4 separate regions of the Mus musculus genome follow, and all the other regions are linked to region 3. A link is a contact called in public promoter capture Hi-C data. All regions are on one chromosome and are shown on one strand. Each heading gives the region's core, a stretch centred on a gene start, on an enhancer-like site or on the middle of the called end of the contact. The rest is flanking DNA. Distances are from core to core; before and after follow the strand shown. Region 1 holds the start of Atp5md (ATP synthase membrane subunit DAPIT). Region 2 holds the start of Pi4k2a (phosphatidylinositol 4-kinase type 2 alpha). Region 3 holds the start of Kazald1 (Kazal-type serine peptidase inhibitor domain 1). Region 4 holds the start of Cfap58 (cilia and flagella associated protein 58).

Region 1 (2,700 bases), core at 33-2,532, 2.0 Mb after region 3:
GAGATCTGCCCAACAGTGTTGGGACTAGAGGGACAAGCCATTCACACCTGGCAATAGGAACAAATAAAACTAAAATGTCCTGTCCTTGCAGTCATGTGCAAGCTTAGAGCCATTTGGTAGTGGAAAAAAATCACCAAAGACTAATAATTGTGAGCCTGTGAGTTAGTATTTTTTAAAAAAATGTACTACTGTTGAACAGCAGCCTGCTACAAAGTCTAAGCTGACAGGTTTTGCTTCTGTTTCTAAATAATCCAATAACTACTATTAAATACCACCAGCCTTTCCATGTGAAATGGGCATTTCATTAAAGTCTTGGGGTGAGCAGCTGCCCTTGCTTTGTAACAGGCTCCTGGATACAGCTATTCCCGTCTTATGGGCACCTATCTGGAGTAGTGCCATCACCAGGTATAAGGAAGATGAAAGTCAAAGGACCACAAGCAGCAAACAGCCTCTGTGGAAACCCTTGCACTGATCAAACACGGCAGTGACTCTCAACCTTCCTAATGCTGCGACCTTCCTTCTGTTGTGGTGAAACCTCTCTTCCCCCTCCCCCAATAAAATTATTCCGTTGCTCCTTCACAGCTGTAATTTTGCTACGGCTAGGAGTCTCGTAATGTAAATAAATATTTTTGGAGATAGAGGCTTGTCAAAGCGATCATGATCCACAGGTTCAGAACCGCTGGGATACAAAATCTAATCCGTTTTTAGAGCCCAGGCCTGGAGAACCGCAGGGCCATTCCACGTTTACTCTGGTTTTGACAAAGGCCACGGCGCAGGTAAAGGAGACCTGGTTTCCCGATCGCAGCTCGGAGGAAACAAATCGCTATGGCCATAGAGGCCAAGACACACGAACTCTGCCAGAGATGGGGTCAAAATCCAGAGTCCTCTCTCAACATCCACTGGATGGATGACCTTGGGGAGCTCCCCTCTCGACCGGCCTCACTCCCAATCCACACTGGGAAGTGGGGCATAAGGCTCTCCGCTAACCGTGCGAGCCCTGGGGCGCTCGTCACTCGCGGTGCTGAGGCTTCCTAGATCCGCCATGGGGCCCTGACCCTCATTTTCTCCAGCGCCTTTCCCATTCCCCAGCGTCTCCCCGCAAAAAGAAAACCTCGCGCTGTTCCGGGGCTGGAAAAACGGCCAGACTCTAGTCGGCCCTACAAAGCTCAATCACCGGACCGAGCAGCCAAGAGCGCTTTCTCACCCACCTTCGTCCGAACCCCAAACTCGGCGGCCGATGTCCTTCAACAAACCTAGCGACGAGCTCGGCCCGACCGGAAGACGCCCCCTCCCCGCACGCGACCGACAGGCCGCGACGACTCGGCCCTCGGCGTGGATTGGCTATAAACGCCAAGTCCCGCCCTTCTACTTCCCGTTTCAGCCGGCGTCAGACCCGACGTCAGAACGGAAGTAGCCCTGGTCTTACCTACGCTCGTGGACGAGTCGCGTGGAGCTGTCGGCTCCCTGTTCTGCGCGTGCGATTGCGTTGAGACGCTCCGTGAGGTATGCGGCGGTGGGAGCCTTGGGGCTGATGACACGGGAGCTTCGGCGTGGAGGGAGGAGACTTCATGCCTGTCACCTCGGCTTCCTGGCCTGGGTCTCCGGGTTTCGTGCTAAGCACAGTTGGCTTGGGATGGGAGGTCTTATTCCCTCAATCCCCTCGGAGCTAGCAGTTCATGCAAGCCATGCTGTCCTCTGCAGGTACCTTAAGTGCCTTCTCTACGTGATCGCCAGACTGTTTGGTGCCTCGGTCTCATCGGGTCTATAATGGGAACTATAGAGTCCCAGCGAAGTAGACCTTGTGAGCTATACTGTTTCTACGAAGCATGCACCCATAACAGAACAAACCTTACATTTTTCGTTCGTCGTCCCTTTCACAGTCTCACTCGGCTACTAAAGTTTTCTTCCTAGGTATCCCAGAACCAACCAGGCTGCCCTGCGTCTTCATTTATACCTCGTCTTGGTTCTCATGGTTTCCCTGATGTGCATCGTTTAAATCCTTACACTGGCTTTCACTTCTGTCCAATCTGTAGACTGAGGAATATTCTCCATTATTTTGTCACGTTCCCCATGGCTCTGAAGTACCAAGTAAACGCAAACTATTAATTTTTTAAGTATCTTTCACCAAAGAGCCAAATTATTTTCTAAAATATAAGTTGTTACCATGCTTTATTTTCCCTGTAGCTTAATTGAATAATTCAGCTTTTTAGAAAGCCTTTGAAGAGTTGTTTGACAGGCAACTGGTTGGTGTATTTTGAGAAATAAACTTTTTCTTTCTTTCTTTCTTTCTTTTTTTTTTTTTTTTTTTGAGACATAGTTTCTCTGTATAGCTCTGGCTGTCCTGGAACTCACTTTGTAGACCAGGCTGGCCTCGAACTCAGAAATCCGCCTGCCTCTGCCTCCCAAAGTGCTGGGATTAAAGGCATGTGTCATCACGCCTGGCAAACTTTTTCTTGTTTCTCTGTTGTTGTTGTTGTTGTTGTTGTTTTTAGCATTGTCTACCATCATATTTCTATTTACTATTATTATAGTTATTTTTGAGACAGGGTCTCATTATGGAGTCCTGTCTTGTCTGAAACTCACAGAGATAGGCCTTCCTCTGCCTCCCAAGTGCTGGAGTTAAAGGCATGGACCACCAGACCCGGTTCTTTATTTATTTAATGTACAGCTCAAAAGCATCATTCTTATGAAGTGTTCATC
Region 2 (2,700 bases), core at 187-2,686, 3.0 Mb before region 3:
TCTGAATCTGTCTGTTTCTCTCTCTCTCTCTCTCTCTCTCTCTCTCTCTCTTCTCTCTCTCTCTCTCTCTCTCTCTCTGTCACTCTCTCTTCTGTGCCTGTCCGTGTGAAGGTACCTGAAAAGGCTTAAAGGAGGGTGTCAGATTCCCTAGAGCAAGGCTTAGAGGTTTTTGTGGCCCACCTGATATGAGTGCTGGGAACTGGTTCCGGTTCCGGTTCCGGTTCCGGTTCCGGTGTAAGAGCAGCAAGTGCCTTAGCTGTTCCTCCATGCCTGCAGCCTCTGTTCTGTCTCTAGGTTTAGAGTGGATGCGCTCTACATTGCACTCCTGCAAGCTCTGCCCTCTGAAGCTTCCGGATGTCACGTGCCCTCTGCTGGCTCACTAGGCCTTTAGTGTTTAGCTCTGCTTTTCCTCAGCCAAGCAGGGTGTCCTAAATAGGCTTTAGCCTTCTTCCTCCTTCACTTTGGCAATGCTCCCTGTGCATGGTATGCCTTTTCTTCCCTTCTCCCCTTGCAATTCAGCTACTTCCTTTAGCAGCTGGCTCTTGGTACAGACCCTGTATACGGCCTTTTCTCACGTTCTCAAGTCTATGAACTATTGCGAACTTTCAGCTAATATTGTTAGCTTTATATCTGTCTCCGGTGGTGCTTATACAGAGTGAGGACAAAGCTTCTTCCTTTTATTAATGAAAACGAGGACCAACTGTGTCTAGACATTCAGGTGAATAAAGTCACGGACTAATTTATTCTCAAGGGACCAAAGCTTTCCTCAATGATCAGATTTACATAGTATATGAGCAAAGCATACTATGTAAACTGCATGAAGACTGACATTTATTATTTACTTTTGGTTTTTCGAGACAGGGTTTCTCTGTGTAATCTTGGCCGTCCTGGAACTCACTATGGCCGCAAACTCAAAGAAACAGATCTACCTGCCTCTGACTTCCAAGTGCAAGGTTTAAAGGTTTAAAGGCATCCGCCCGGCTGAGGTACTAGGATTTTTTTTTTTTAACTTATTGCGATAGCACAAGTGACCTATGTCATTGTTGTCGTTTCAATTCTTTGTCCATAGCTGGTGCTTAGTGACACAAAAATGACATTTTGCAGTTTCACAGTCAGCTCAGCGTAGCCAGTCAATAAGTTAGCAAGGAAGCAGCTATCGGAAAAGCTTCCGAAGATCTGTCTGCCAATTGGAAGCTGGGGCGGGCTAAGGGCAGAGGGCGTACCTAACCCGGGTTTGTCTCGAGCATGCGCGGTCTCCACAGAAGGTGACGCGAAAGCTAAGGAGGCCGCGATTGCGTAGGCGCAGGTTCTGATTGGCCACTACACAAGCGCGAGGGGCCGTGCCTACGCGTCGCCAAGTAAACAGGACAGGCTAGGGGCGGAGCTACGGAGGCGCGGCTCCCTGGTTGGCCAAGCGGGAGGTGGGGGAGTGCCGCGGATTGGTCACGGCCGCGAGCTCGCTGGTGTGGAGCGCGCCGGGTCCCCGAGCCGGCGGCCTGAGGGATGGACGAGACGAGCCCGCTAGTGTCCCCCGAGCGGGCCCAACCCCCGGAGTACACCTTCCCGTCGGGCTCCGGAGCTCACTTTCCGCAAGTACCGGGGGGCGCGGTCCGCGTGGCGGCGGCGGCCGGCTCCGGCCCGTCACCGCCGTGCTCGCCCGGCCACGACCGGGAGCGGCAGCCCCTGCTGGACCGGGCCCGGGGCGCGGCGGCGCAGGGCCAGACCCACACGGTGGCGGTGCAGGCCCAGGCCCTGGCCGCCCAAGCGGCCGTGGCGGCGCACGCCGTTCAGACCCACCGCGAGCGGAACGACTTCCCGGAGGACCCCGAGTTCGAGGTGGTGGTGCGGCAGGCCGAGGTTGCCATCGAGTGCAGCATCTATCCCGAGCGCATCTACCAGGGCTCCAGTGGAAGCTACTTCGTCAAGGACTCTCAGGGGGTGAGCGCGGGGGTGCGGGCGCAGCGGGGGCGGCGCCCTGGGACCGGGGAAAGGGGGAATCGAAAGGGTGCAGAAAAGAAACTTCAGCGCCAGCCCCCGGCGAGATTGGGGATGCTTCTGGGGACTGGAAGTGGAGAAACCTCGCGGGATGAAGAAATCAATCAGAACCTTTTTGCAGGGGAAGGCGTGAGCGAAAAGAGAAAAGAGGAAATTGACCAGATACGGGGCAGAAAAGTCCTGACCCAAGCTGCTTTCCAGTCGGTCCCTTAGCTTCAAACTACTGGGACAAGTAGCTAGTCATTGCCTCCAGATTCAGGGTTTTAGACCTATTCTCTTTCACCTTTTATTTATTTATTTTAGTTTGGCCCAAAGCTGTGTGTCGACCCATCACGGACTCAGAGGATTTAATTCCCTCTTGTGTTGTGGGGCTGTCTTTGTAGGGATCCCAGGTTTCTTATTAGCAGTCATTGGTGACAGCGTGGGTGGATTCGTCAGTGTCATCTGTCCTGATTATTGCTCACTTCTGGGAAAAGGTTCATATCGTTGCTTATGGTTCCTCAGTGTCAGAGTGTGGAGCTTTAAAAACACGAAACTGTCTCCTGCCCTTTAATTTTTCCTTCAGTTCTATATTAGCAGTTTACTTAGCTAGGGCAGTTTTGCTGACCTTAATTCTGTCGCCTGCTTTTGTACTGGGGGGGTGTGGAAGCAGGATAATGTGGGGCATGAGGTGACTGAGGCAGCGAAGAAGTGACCTTTATCCAT
Region 3 (2,700 bases), core at 27-2,526:
CAGGCCAACAGTTAACGCGTCCTCCAACCAAGGGATTGCCTAGCACCACCATCGGAATCTGCCTGCCCTCGTTCTTTCCTGGCTTAAAAGCCGCGGGCTTTTCCTTTTCTAGCTTGCCGTTGGGATTCTCGCGACAATCCCGAAACCTCGCGTGAAATTCGCTTCCCGTCTCCTCGGAGTTTGGGATTGCCTGTGTACAGCTCTCTTCTACCTTGTCGGAACCCCTCTGATCAGAGGCAGCGTCTCTGCTGACTGAACGCTCCTTTGAGGAGGGCTCGGCCAAAGTCAGAACTGCGCGGTGACTGCAGTGCTTCTTCCTCGCAGGGTAGAGCGGAGCCGCCGCAGGCCGCGGACGCACGCGCAGTCAGAACCTCTGACGCCTTCTGGGCGGGGCCTATATAAGCCCCACCCTTCCCTTGCCTAAAAGCCCGGTTTCCTTCTGCTCCTCCTCCTCCTAGGAGCTTGGATTGCGGTTTTTGGAAGCTGTTTGGGGGCCGGCGGGGGCGGGGCCTGCCATTCTCGGGGTGGTGGGCGGGCCTCCGGGGATGCTTTGCTTCCTGCCCCTAACCCAAAAGTGCCACCGTGGCGTTGGCGGAGGTCTCCAGACTGAACACTTTTGGCCCCGACATGCTCGAATTTTGCAACCTGTAATCCGGAGCCCAGAGACGCCCTATGGGGAGTCACCCGCCGGCCTTGCTGCGGCCGCTAGTCAGTTCCGACCTCTAATCACCAGGCTCCTCCGCGGGTTCAAGCACCTGCCCTATATTGGGAGGGAGGTAGCCAGATGTGGATGGCAGCTGGAAAAGCTTATAGTCTAGTCTGCGCCCCAGTGGAGAGACTGGGTGAACACAGCTGCAAACCGTGCCCAGAGGAAGCTGGCCCCGAGCCTGGCCTCCAGAAACGCCCATAGTGTTGAAGTCAATTTTACATTGAGTAAAATTTCTTAGCCTTTCCTTCTTTCTATATTGTAGCTGTTTGCCGCTCTCCAGACCTAAATCAGATGAGACAGGACCTGAGGCTCAGCCAACAGTTTGAGCTCCTCGGCCATTCCACCCCTATTCTCTTCTCATAGCCTTTGCTTTCCCAGTGGCGGCGTCTGGTTACGCGGCTCTGTACACTCATTGTGACTTTGGGCTAGGGTCGAAGTGAAAGGCCCAGGAGGGTCCTTGTGAGACTGGATAAAATTATCGGCCTCGGGGCCAGGGAAGAAGGCGGGTATTCGACATCTGGGGGCGGGGAGAAGAGGCGGAGGAGTTTCTCTTTGAATCTTAAGTCTGTGGGCTGCCAGCGATCCCCTGACAGAAGCAGGGGTGGCCTGCGGGTCTGGCTGGCCGTGCATGCGACTCTTCGTTCCCTACCGTTTTTTTTTTTTTTTTTTTTTTAGGTTGGAAATCCCAGCTGTTAAGGGCCTAGTCCAAGGCACTAGGTGAGTCGCTGGTATGTCCCCAGCACCATCACCCCAACCTGAAGTTTTTACATCAAGTGTAGTTTTATCTATCTCTGGGGCAAAGATGCATCAGAGTTGGGTGGTTTCTGGAGGTGATGCTGGTGTGTGTGTGCGCGCGCGCGTGCATATATGTATGCATGTGTGTGTGTGTATACGCGTATGTCTGTGTATGGGTGTGTGCATCCCTGCATGGGTGTTAGTGATCATTCCCCGATACACTCTCTCTTTATTCCCTAGTCCCCAAGACCAGCTTAATCAATTACCAACTGGCATAAACCCCTGGGAATCACCAGGCTTCTTTGTTAGGGCTTCTAGTTGGCTACAGGGTAGCAGAGGATAGAATCAAGCTTTTATACAGCCTTGACTTTATCTCTGACCTCCAGACCTGGCTTCCCTCTCCTGGCAGGGTGCCACCTACGCGCCGATGCCCCGAGTGTTCACAGGGCTTCCAGCTAACTATGCTGCACCTACCTTGGCGCTGTCCTTGCTACTACCATTATTGCTGGTGGTGTGGACCCAGCTACCCGTTAGCGCGAGGCCGTCCACAGGCCCCGATTACCTGCGGCGAGGCTGGCTGCGGCTGCTAGCCGAGGGCGAGGGTTGTGCTCCCTGCCGGCCAGAAGAGTGCGCTGCGCCGCGGGGATGCCTAGCAGGCCGGGTGCGGGATGCGTGCGGCTGCTGCTGGGAATGCGCAAACCTGGAGGGCCAGCTCTGCGATCTGGACCCCAGCGCTAACTTCTACGGGCGCTGCGGCGAGCAGCTCGAGTGCAGGCTGGACGCGGGCGGTGACCTGAGTCGAGGAGAGGTGCCGGAGCCGCTGTGTGTCTGCCGCTCGCAGCGCCCGCTCTGTGGTTCGGACGGCCGAACCTACGCGCAGATCTGTCGCCTGCAGGAGGCCGCCCGCGCTCGGCTGGACGCTAACCTCACTGTGGTGCATCCGGGGCCCTGCGAATCGGGTACGCAAGTCCAGGGCTTTTAGTACCAGGAACCCTGGCTCCCCAAAGGCACTACTCCCGGATCCCCGACAGCGTTGCTCTGTGGTCAGCAGAATGAATAGTTGAGGGAGACCATGAGCCTCAAAGGCTGCCAACTAAAAAGCAGGTTGAGATTTGTTGCCAGGTTTGAGGTGCCTAAGAGCTCTATCCAGGCAGGTCCTTGCAGGGACTGGCCTCCGAAGGAACAGGCACATAGCCAATAGCTGGGTCTGAACTGAAAGGACCCCCCTTCACCCAAAACTTTGCGTAGACTGCTGG
Region 4 (2,700 bases), core at 118-2,617, 2.9 Mb after region 3:
ACTTAAGCATTCCCCAAAGGAATGTTATTGAAACGTCCAAATAAAGAAAAGTAAAATTTTCCTATGTCATTTTATTATTTTTATTCTTTGAAATTTCAATAAATATTTACAGGGATAAAAATGTTGGCAAAGGTTATGAACAGGGAAGCTCACAGAAGGGAGGCCCAGAGCAGCTCGTGTTCATAGGAAGAAAAATGCTCAATTTCTTCAGTGGAGGAAGCGAAAGTAAAAGCAAAATGTGCCTCTGCTTCTTCCAGCCCATTGACAGAATTTGAAAATTGCCTAATTAGATGAACTAATGTTTGTCTAGCCCTTGCTTGATGCTCAGTAAACGCCGGATGGGTGCAGAACCTGGGACATTCGCTGTGGTACAACATATATAGGGCAGTGCCATTAAGGGATTGCACCTTTGCTGTTGGAAAGCAGAGTCCACTTTTAGGCAGGAAAAGGTACACGCTTCGGATAGTCACGTGGTCACTGCGTCTTAGGTTCACGAGTTGCTACGGAACAGAGCTTTTGCCTATGTGTAGTGGGTGAAGTGGAAGAATACATCTTACAATAGGGACATGGAAAAGGAGAGGAGAGGTTGTCTTAGCCCCAGTGGCCCTTCGGTGAGATTTCTTTTGCAGAACACACATGCGTGTTCTAATATGATGTCCCCTAGGATTCCCCTATGCACAACCTCGCTCATCAATATCTCCTACAGGGGAATTTATATATAGGTCCGTAAAATGCACACCAGTCAACAATGGCTATGGTGGTGATTGGTGAATTGGAGGCAGCCTTGTTATTCAACATTTGAGGAAGGAAATGACATGTGTCGGGTCTTCAATTTGAAATGCCAAGCAGAAGTCTGAAGCAACGGACACCAGTGCAATAAAATTAGGCCCTAGAAAAGAACGCTGCCCAGTGAGAAAAGAACATATTTCTAACGTTCATTAGCAAACTAATAAAAACACACGAGAAAATGGGATTGATTTTTTTTAAAAATACATATCTGAGCACACAAGCACTTATTAACAATCTTTGTGGCTGAATTTGAGGGTTGGGAAATAGGGCTAGCGATAAAGAGAAAGAAAACCACATTTCACGAACAAGACTGATTATCCATCCCAGCTCTATGCATTCACAGTGCACTGGTTTCTTGAGTCTGGGGATTCTGCTATGCCTCTCAGGGGCACGGTTCCTTGGCTCCATCCCCTTCAGGATATATTTGCATATTTCTCTGCGGACCACTGCCGGGTACCGACCTACGGGGCTCCGCCCCTTTCGAACCTGTGCTTTGCCTCAGCGGCAGGGGGCGTGGCGGTTGCCAGGCGACCGAAGACGCACCGAGCGCCGGATTTCGGCGCCCGGGCTGGCGATCAGAAAAACGTGTCGCCCTTTTAGACACTGGGGGCAGTGCACAGCCCCTTCTCCAGACTCCAGCCCAGTTTTCTGATCTCCTCGGCAGCCTTTGAGGCCGCCTCCAAACAGCGTCAGGATGACGGAGGTCAGGAGTCAGAGCCCCTCTTTTTCTCCTTGGTTCTCTTCCTGTCATCTCTTTCCTACTGGAACTCATCCTTTGTTACACTCACTAATTCTGATCCTCCTTCACAAGCACCCCTGCTATATGCATCCTCACGCTTTTTCTCTCGTGGCTCTGTCCCACCTCTCCTCTCTTCATGAATTCGCAGACCGTGACTGGCAGTCTGAACTGCGGGCGATTACTGATACCGCAGCAGAGATGTTATTGAAAATGTCTCATTGTTACTTTCCTCATTAACCTCTCCACCTGTCGCGCCCTGATCCCCTAACACATGATCACCAGCTGTCACACTTTCATCACGGCCCTCCAGCTCATTGTCATTGCCCTGTGCTCTCATTGACCCCGTGTTAACATCCCGCAGCCCCGTCTCTCGCCTGTGTTACTGGACACTTCATCTTCAGCTGCACTGATGAGGGCTGACTTCTGCATCCTTCAGTAACCTGTCTGTCCATTAGCCCTCTCATCTATAACCTCGACAGCCCTACATCCTTGCCATCACTTGACATGCAGAGTTCTCATTTATCTTGGTCTTACTTAAATTCTTCACCGATCTATCAGAGTGCACCCGCACCTTACCTATTATATACCATTTCCAGCCAGTATCAGCTGTATAATCTGTGAGTTCCAGAGTAAAATGAAAAGCTTTTTAAAATTACTAAGACTTTTAAGCTGTGACAGCAGAGAATTTAACCAAGGTAGAAGTCTTCTGAGTACTAAGTCTTGAGTGAGTGACTGGGCCCACACCCATGAAACCAGCCCCGGTCCCAACATCTCCTAGCACAACCGTGCCCCGCCCAATTGCTTCTTGTCCTCTCTCTGCCTTTGCATCTCCTCACCATTCCATCTCCTCCACCTCAACTCTGCCTTTGTAAGCTCCACCCCCATCGTTCCTTATCCCCCCACACTGTCCCTGCTCCCAGTTGCCATCACTCAGTGTCCCGGGAGACTGTGGTCACATCACCGCTCCCCACTACCTGGTCTCTTTCATGACTCTTCACTTCCCATCTTCGCTTCTTGGTTCTGCTTGCTCTCATTTTTATTCCTCATTCTTTTGCTTTGCTTTGTGTTTTCTCTGGTTCTCACTGTCCTCTTCTCAGTTCATTGTTCTTCATTCTCCATGTTTTCCTCCCTGGAAAACTTGTTGTCTGCAGGACAAGCTGATGACCTGCAGA

The links. Promoter capture Hi-C pulls out the DNA fragments that hold promoters and counts their contacts.
Region 1: a contact with region 3 is called in a promoter capture Hi-C map of pre-B cells, with 2.7 times the contacts expected there. The contact joins the promoter of Atp5md here to the promoter of Kazald1 in region 3. A contact is called at or near these places in 3 of 39 promoter capture datasets (liver and pre-B cells).
Region 2: a contact with region 3 is called in a promoter capture Hi-C map of pre-B cells, with 5 times the contacts expected there. The contact joins the promoter of Pi4k2a here to the promoter of Kazald1 in region 3. A contact is called at or near these places in 2 of 39 promoter capture datasets (the C10 cell line and pre-B cells) and 1 of 484 Hi-C or Micro-C datasets (pre-B cells).
Region 4: a promoter capture Hi-C map of pre-B cells shows a contact between it and region 3, with 5 times the contacts expected there. The contact joins the promoter of Cfap58 here to the promoter of Kazald1 in region 3. A contact is called at or near these places in 2 of 39 promoter capture datasets (neutrophils and pre-B cells).

The regions. Positions count from the first base shown.
Region 1 is chr19:47,089,365-47,092,064 of GRCm38.p6, forward strand. Atp5md (ATP synthase membrane subunit DAPIT) reads right to left here and starts at 1,283. Exons shown (of 4, transcript NM_023211.5): 1 at 1,209-1,283. Pdcd11 (programmed cell death 11) reads left to right here and starts at 1,402. Exons shown (of 36, transcript NM_011053.2): 1 at 1,402-1,503.
Region 2 is chr19:42,088,999-42,091,698 of GRCm38.p6, forward strand. It overlaps Pi4k2a (phosphatidylinositol 4-kinase type 2 alpha), which reads left to right and starts at 1,437. Exons shown (of 9, transcript NM_145501.2): 1 at 1,437-1,938. The coding sequence starts at 1,504.
Region 3 is chr19:45,074,811-45,077,510 of GRCm38.p6, forward strand. It overlaps Kazald1 (Kazal-type serine peptidase inhibitor domain 1), which reads left to right and starts at 1,277. Exons shown (of 5, transcript NM_178929.5): 1 at 1,277-1,426; 2 at 1,854-2,403. The coding sequence starts at 1,872. It overlaps Gm35782 (a long non-coding RNA gene), which reads right to left and starts at 299. Exons shown (of 4, transcript XR_877888.1): 1 at 212-299.
Region 4 is chr19:47,936,345-47,939,044 of GRCm38.p6, forward strand. Cfap58 (cilia and flagella associated protein 58) reads left to right here and starts at 1,368. Exons shown (of 18, transcript NM_001163267.1): 1 at 1,368-1,492. The coding sequence starts at 1,484.